Linked DNA regions of Sus scrofa: region 1 is linked to region 2. Evidence: chromatin contacts called from public promoter capture Hi-C data. All regions are on one chromosome and are shown on one strand. The core of a region is the stretch at or near the end of the contact, and the rest is flanking DNA. Distances in the headings are between cores, read along the strand shown.

What was found. Promoter capture Hi-C pulls out the DNA fragments that hold promoters and counts their contacts.
Region 1: a promoter capture Hi-C map of liver shows a contact between it and region 2, with 6 times the contacts expected there. The contact joins the promoter of ACAA2 here to the promoter of LIPG in region 2. A contact is called at or near these places in 1 of 5 promoter capture datasets (liver), 2 of 47 Hi-C or Micro-C datasets (heart right ventricle and skeletal muscle) and 1 of 2 datasets of contacts at active chromatin or transcription factors (skeletal muscle).

Annotation. Positions count from the first base shown.
Region 1 is chr1:99,309,322-99,312,471 of Sscrofa11.1, forward strand. ACAA2 (acetyl-CoA acyltransferase 2) reads right to left here and starts at 1,438. Exons shown (of 10, transcript NM_001167638.1): 1 at 1,423-1,438. The coding sequence starts at 1,438. It overlaps LOC102158467 (a long non-coding RNA gene), which reads left to right and starts at 2,013. Exons shown (of 3, transcript XR_002344322.1): 1 at 2,013-2,109.
Region 2 is chr1:99,080,443-99,083,997 of Sscrofa11.1, forward strand. It overlaps LIPG (lipase G, endothelial type), which reads left to right and starts at 1,498. Exons shown (of 10, transcript NM_001243029.1): 1 at 1,498-1,916. The coding sequence starts at 1,820.

The sequences.
Region 1 (3,150 bases), core at 188-2,687, 230 kb after region 2:
AATCAACAAAAATACTATTTTCTTTTAAAGAAGATAGCTGATGATAATGCAGCTTTTACATGATTTGGGTTTTTTGCATAACTCATCTAAAAAAGTCAATATGCTGCTTTATTAAATTCAGAGTTGGAAAGAGCACTGAAAAATTAAATCCAATTATAGGAAACATTTTGTTTCGGAAATCCCATTTTTCACTTGCACTGTTCACAGGTCATTTAGGTTTTTCTGAGCCCCAGATACCCCTTTCCAACTGCCTACCTGTCATCTGCACTTGAGCGGCTCAATATTCTCTTCCAAGTTAAGTCTCCTCAGTTTTTCTCACTCTATAAGCAGTACCATCATGAACACAATTCCTCAAACATGAGACCTGAAGTCATTTTTAATATACATAAACTGTTCTATCGGAAGGTTCTTCAAAGGACACAAAATAAGCATGAGCTTTTCTTTTCTTTTGTCTTTCTGGGGCCACACTTTCAGCATATGCCCCCAGACCAGTGGTCAAATTAGAGCTGTAGCTGCCAGCCTACACCACAGCCCCAGAAATGCCAGATCCGAGCAGCCAGCAGCATCTGCTACCTACACCACAGCTCATGGGAACTCCAGATCCTTAACCCACTGAGTGAGGCCAGGGATGGAACCAAGTCCTCATGGATACTAGTCGGGTTCATGTCAGGAACTACAAGGATGAACTTTTAAAATTCCATTTACTGTGACCATTTGTTATGAAAAGCAGAGTTCATATAATTTTTTAAGTTAATAACCATAGGAGTTCCCTGGTGGCCTAATGGATAAGGACTGATCGCTGTCACTACTGTGGCTCGGGTTCCGTCCCTGGCCCAGGAATTTCTGCACGCTCTGGGTGCAGTAAAAAAACAAAAAACAAAAAACAAAAAAACCAAAACTACAGAATTTACGTCTTCAGTGATTTACACGTTTCTGGTTTCTGGAGTCACTCAAAAGAAATGGAAGGGAAAGGGGGATTAGGTCAGGTTCTCCAACAGAACGCTAACAAGCATGTTAGAGGAGACGGTCACTGCGGCAGAAATTTCCTGGACACCCCAAAAAAACATCCATACTTCCCCCAAGTCTTGCCCACGCCTTGACCAAGGCCGAGCCCACCGGGTTCATCTGAAAGGTACTCCTCTGGCCCCGGCTTACTGAGCAGGCTCCGCCGCCTCCCAGATCGCTGAACCACAGGGTGAGTCACTACCCCGCGGAGACGAAAAATGACCTTCAAGGTCGGAAGTGAGCAAACTGTCCTCTCAACTGGAAGTTGCAGAGGTTACTATAAACAGTGCCTTACAAGTATGTTTTCTCCTGAACCCAAACAATGCTTTCGGCGTTGCATTTCTTCCAAGTCCCCTTTTCTGTGCAGGCGACGCAGATTCCCTCCTAGACCAGACCACAAGGGCCGGAGGCGCTCACCTCGGAGCAGAGCCATGGTGGCTGCAGCGTAGGGTCCTCCTCGATGCAGACCGGCCGCGCGAGGTCCTGCAGACTTTAGGAGCGAGGGGGCGGTGCCAGCAGGGCCGCGCCCCTGCCTTCTCACACATTGGGCACCCAGCCAGTTATCCGCCGCTTTGGAACTCTCAGCCCTCTAAGCGCCATCCCACAGGACTGGGTGGGGGCGGAGGCACTGGGACTAGGGTCCTCGTGAGCGGATTTTTCCCTCACATCGTTTTTAGGACTTTATCTCTGTGTGGTTTTTTTTTTTTTTTTTTAGGGCCACAGCCACGTCATACGGAAGTTCCCGGGCTAGGGGGTCCAATCCGAGTTGCAGCTGCCGGCCTATCCACAGTCACAGCAACACTAGATCCTAGCCCCATTTGCTATCTATAGATCCTTAACCCACTGAGTGTGCGAGGCCAGGAATGAACCTTATCTTCATGGGCACTAGTCAGGTTCATTTCCTCAACGGAAACTCCCATTCTCTATTCCCCCAGGGGGAAAAAAAAAATAATTTGACTCTACCCTATCCATTCTCTTCCCAGCCTTTATAAACCTGCCCCACCTTCCGCAAAAGCTGAAGATCAGTTGGTGCGGCGCTGCCGGAAGTCGAATGGGCGGAGCGTGGAAGATGGCGAGGGGGGATTGGCTAAGCCCATTTTGCAGGTTGGGTAGGCCACTGCCCAGACCGCTGGCAAAGGCCTAGGCCTCTGGGCGGGGGAGGGGAAATAGGTCCCGGGAGGGGGCGGGGAGGTTTGCGCCCTAGGAGTGTAGCGACTGTTTTAGGGCGGAGGCGCCCCCTGTTCCACTTTGCAGGCCCCGAATGAAGCCGCAGTATTTTCCTTATATGATTGGGCCCCATGGCTTGGCAGCGCTGCTGCTGGCCTGGAGCCTGAGAGGATTATAATACGTGACTGGCGAGGTGGGGGCCGGGAACGGGGGTTGGGGGGAAGAGGAGGGGCAGCTGGTTAGGCTAGGGATGAGGGAGGTTAGGGATGCCTCTGCCGCTGTAACTGTGAGCCCTGGTCGATGATGACGTGACCACTGCGCAATCTGAGATCTGGGAACCAGGTGATGGAGTTTGTGCTGAGAACGATCTGAGACCAGGGTAGCAGGAGGCGATCCGGGCAGAGATGGGGCAGATTCTCAGCGCCAGGGCTTGGAGGCCGGCCAGGCTGCCTCAGGCTTCTGATAAGGGGTGGTGGGAGGCTCTGAGGTTTTCTGAGCCAACAGCGAATGCCTTCTCTTCAAACACTTTCGTGGCCCTGTCACATCGTTTGTTGTTGTGGGTTTTTTTTTTTTTTTTTTGGTTTGTTTGGGTTTGGGGTGTTTTGTTTTTGTTTTTGTTTTTTTTTTTGTTTGGGCCGCCACTCGGCATATGGAAGTTCCTGGGTCAGGGATCAGATCAGAGCTGCTCTAGCGTTTTACACCACTGGCTCCGTGTTGGGTGGGGTATCAAAACTGCATCCCGGCGCTGCAGCAAGAACTCCTATTTTTTTTAACCCAGTGTTGTTATTGTGAAAACTTTCTCGAACTTACAGAAAAGTAGAAAGAAACATAGAAAGAGCAAACACTGGTATATTCACTGACTGTATTCTACCCTTAACATTTTGCCATATTTGCTGTATCATTTCCTCTCTTCTTCCATCAAACCATCTTATTTATTTATTTACGCAGACCTTAGTACACTTCACCCCAGGAATACCT
Region 2 (3,555 bases), core at 248-2,747:
GTTTTACACGCAAAAAGTGAAGCCAGCCTGCCTCTTAAAGAATTAGAGAACACAGGAGGGACAAAGGGTGCTTCGTTGGCAAATGGAGTAACACAGTAGTGAGGATAGGTCAGAACAGGACCTGCTCCTCCAGATGGTTTCCCCACACAGACCTTCCAGGCGGGGGCCCTGACACTAGGGGAGGAAGGGGCTCCGGGCTGCTCTGGCAGTTTTCCTCCCCAGGCAAGAACAGGACCAGTTTCCCAGCGACCGCGGGGTTACTTGCGGTCGAAGGTGCAGTCTTGCAGAACCAGGTCTAGCGAGAACCAGGCAGGAGTCCTTGGCGCTTTCAACCTCTCCCATCCCCTCGGCATTCCCCGAGGGCTGTTGAGACGCAACCGCCCCCAAGTGGTCCCAGCGGAAGACTGGCAAGCGCCCCGGGCTCAATCCAGGCTCCCCTGCGTCAGGTGCTGAATCCGGCTCGCAGCCCTCGGTCTCGGGGTCCCTCGGGCGGAGTTGGAGCCAGCACTAGGGGGCAGGAGCAGGGACGCGCGTATCATTACAGGAAGGAGAGGAGGAAAAAAAAAGAGGAGGGAGAAGACGCTGCTGCTTAATTCCACTCAATAGGTCGACACTTGGCGCTGGTTACCGGTCTGAGACCCCCACGCTTGGCTCACTATTCCTTTGAGGAATGTCCCCGGCATCCCTCTAGTCCTGCACCCCCAGGTAAGAGAGCGCTTACCACGTGGCAGGCGCAGCACTAAGCGCTGTCCCAGAGTAGGTCTTTTAATTTTTCCCCAAATTCCTAAGCGGCAGGAACTGTTACCATCCGCGTTCTGGGAAGGAAGGAATGGTCTTGGAGAAGTTGGACGGCTAGTCACTAGTTGCAGCTAGTGGCGGAGCGAGGACTGACCGAGAAGGATCTGAGCGATCCTGATGCCCAGACCACAGCCCATAGCAACTCAGCTCTGCCTAGTTATTGTCCGATCACGACGTCTGCACCTGTCGTGGGCCTCGCAGAGCAGGAAGGCAGGAGGAAAGGGAAAAAAGAAGGACCACAGGGGGACCAGGTGGCTTTCGTCCATCTGGACCCTTGGCCCTGGGCGAGGAGAGATCAGTTCCGGCGCGGGGTTGGCTTTGCGCCTGGGAGAGGATAACCTTCCTTCTCCAGGAATCGCGAGCGCGGCGGGAGCAGCGGTTTGGGGTAATGATCCCCCTTGGGCAGCAGGGTCGAGGGGAGAATCTAGGGTCCGGGAGTGGACACCAGGAAAAAGTGTGGTGGCAGGAGCCCGGCTGCTGGCGGAGTTGCCGGGGGAGAAAGCAAGGCAGCGCGTGCGGAGAGTCCACGCGGTGGGTGTGTGGCGCTTTCATTCAAACTTTGGGGAGTCTTTGGTTCGGACGTCAGCGAAGGTGTGACCAATCAGAGTCCAGGGACGGGAATAAATTATGCAAATCACCATCTGGCGATGGGTCAGATGACTCCAATACTTTAAAAAACTACCTCGCCGGGCAGCTCGCGCGGTGGCAGCTCGCGCGGTGTGACAGTGGCAAGCCCAGGCTTCCCGGGCGGGAGGCACAGGGAAGGGCAGATCTGGTTCTGGTTCAAGCCCTTTCACACTCACTCCACCACCCCGCTGCTCAGTTTAGCCAAGTTTTCATTTTTCACCTTCTCCACCTTCAGCTGTCTAAGGCCACCACTGTCTGATCCCACTTAGGGTCTTAAGGGCTCGGACTGCTGGAAACTTCGAGAGGTGGTTTTTTTCTTTTTGTTTGTTTGTTTGGTTTGTTTTTTTATCTTTTTAAAAGTCTCATTTTGGGGAAGGGGGTGCTGTGGGGAAGGATGCGAAACTCAGTTCCTCTGCTCTGCCTCTGGAGTTTCTATTGCTGTTTTGCGGCGGAAGGCCCCGCACTCCCTGGTCCAGAGGGAAGGTTGCAAGGTAACGTGCACTTATTTTTATTACCACCCCAAAAACTTCTTTCCTGCGCCAAGTCCCCTCTGTCTCGCCCACCCTTCTTCAGTCTTTCCTCCATCCTGTGCCATCCTTCTTCCTTTCCTCCTGCACTGTCCATTTGCTCTTCCTAATTGGTCTTGCAGTTCACTTGTTCCTCAGCACCTCTGACCAGGGCATCCCCAGCCGGGCATCCAAAAGGCCACAGGCTGGTGGGTGCGCTCTCCAGCGCTCACTCTCGCCCCACCCCCTTGCCGTTATGTGGTTCCCTTATCGGTGCTGTCCAGTCAGCAGAGTTGGCTGCCAGCAGCTATTTCACCTTGTCCTTCTCTTTGAACCTGGGGTTTTTCGGGGTCAGAAGGCTGTTAGAAAGAGCGCTGTCATCTGTTGCCCCTCCTTCTAAATCTCAGCATAGGTGTTTTGAAAGGTAAGGTATTAGGGTAGCTGGCTCTGGTTTGATGAATGCTTACCGGGAGCATTTGGTGAGTAATTTGTGCAGAGAAGCTGCTGGGCTTCTTCCCCAGGGTGCTAGCCTTCCCCCAACGCTCTTTCTAGCCCTTGCTCTTCCTCTTTCTACTTCTTTTCCTAGCTGCCAGCTTTTCTTCAGAGTTCTACATGACAGTCTTTTCTATTGAAGGAAGCCTACCCTGGAGGAGTGAGTGTAGGTCACTCAGCGGGAGTACCAAGTAGTTAAGCAGAGGAGAGTGGGGGAATCCCTGAACCATACCCCGTTATTTCATCGTCTACTTTTCTGCTGAGGTTGGGTCAAATGATGTTGATCCATGTCAGCTTATGTGCGTGTGTGTTTGGGGGGATTTAATTTGAATGAATGAAAAAAAACTTGCTGCACTTCACATGTTCTTAACTCTAGTGCAGGTGAACAGGGTAGCTCTCCTGCAAAATGCTAACATTCCTTCCAGCTTCTGTGTTCCGCTATTCTGAGTATTTGGGGGGGGCAATTTCATTCATTCAAAAACATATTTATTGGAGTTCCCTGGTGGCCCAATGGGTTAAGGATTGGGCGTTGTCACTGCCGTGGTGCACGTTTGATCCCTGGCCCAGGAACTTCCTCATGCTGTGGGTGCTGCCAAAAAAAAAAAAAAAAAAAAAAAAAAAAAGGAAGAAAGAAAAAAGAAAAAGTATTTATTTGTCAGGTATGCTTCTATGAGTAGGAGATACAGCAGTGAACTGAACAAGTGTAAATCTCTGCTTCCACAGAGCTTACATGTCAGGGTGGGAAGACAGCCAGTCAACTAATTAAAGTATATAAATAGTGCTCAATGTTACAGAGAAAAATAAAGCAGAGGAGAAAGGTACAGGGGGCTGGTGGGAGAAGGTGGTGTGGTTTTAATCTGTGGCCAGGCTTCCCTCACTGAGGGAAGCAACTGAGGGAGGTAAGAGAATGAGCCTTGACAAGTCATGAGATCCAGAGGCTGAAGGACTCAGGCTAGAAGTAGTAGTAGGAATGAGCTAGAGAAATGTGAGGTTGGAGAAATCCAGGTACTAAGGTGAACCTTTTATCTCAGTATGTGCGTTTATCCAGGTTGGTGCCAGGAAGCCAGCAGAATCCCTTTCCTTTTTCCCTTAAACTTCCCATCTGATCTGAGTGGCTCTCTAGGTGGAAATT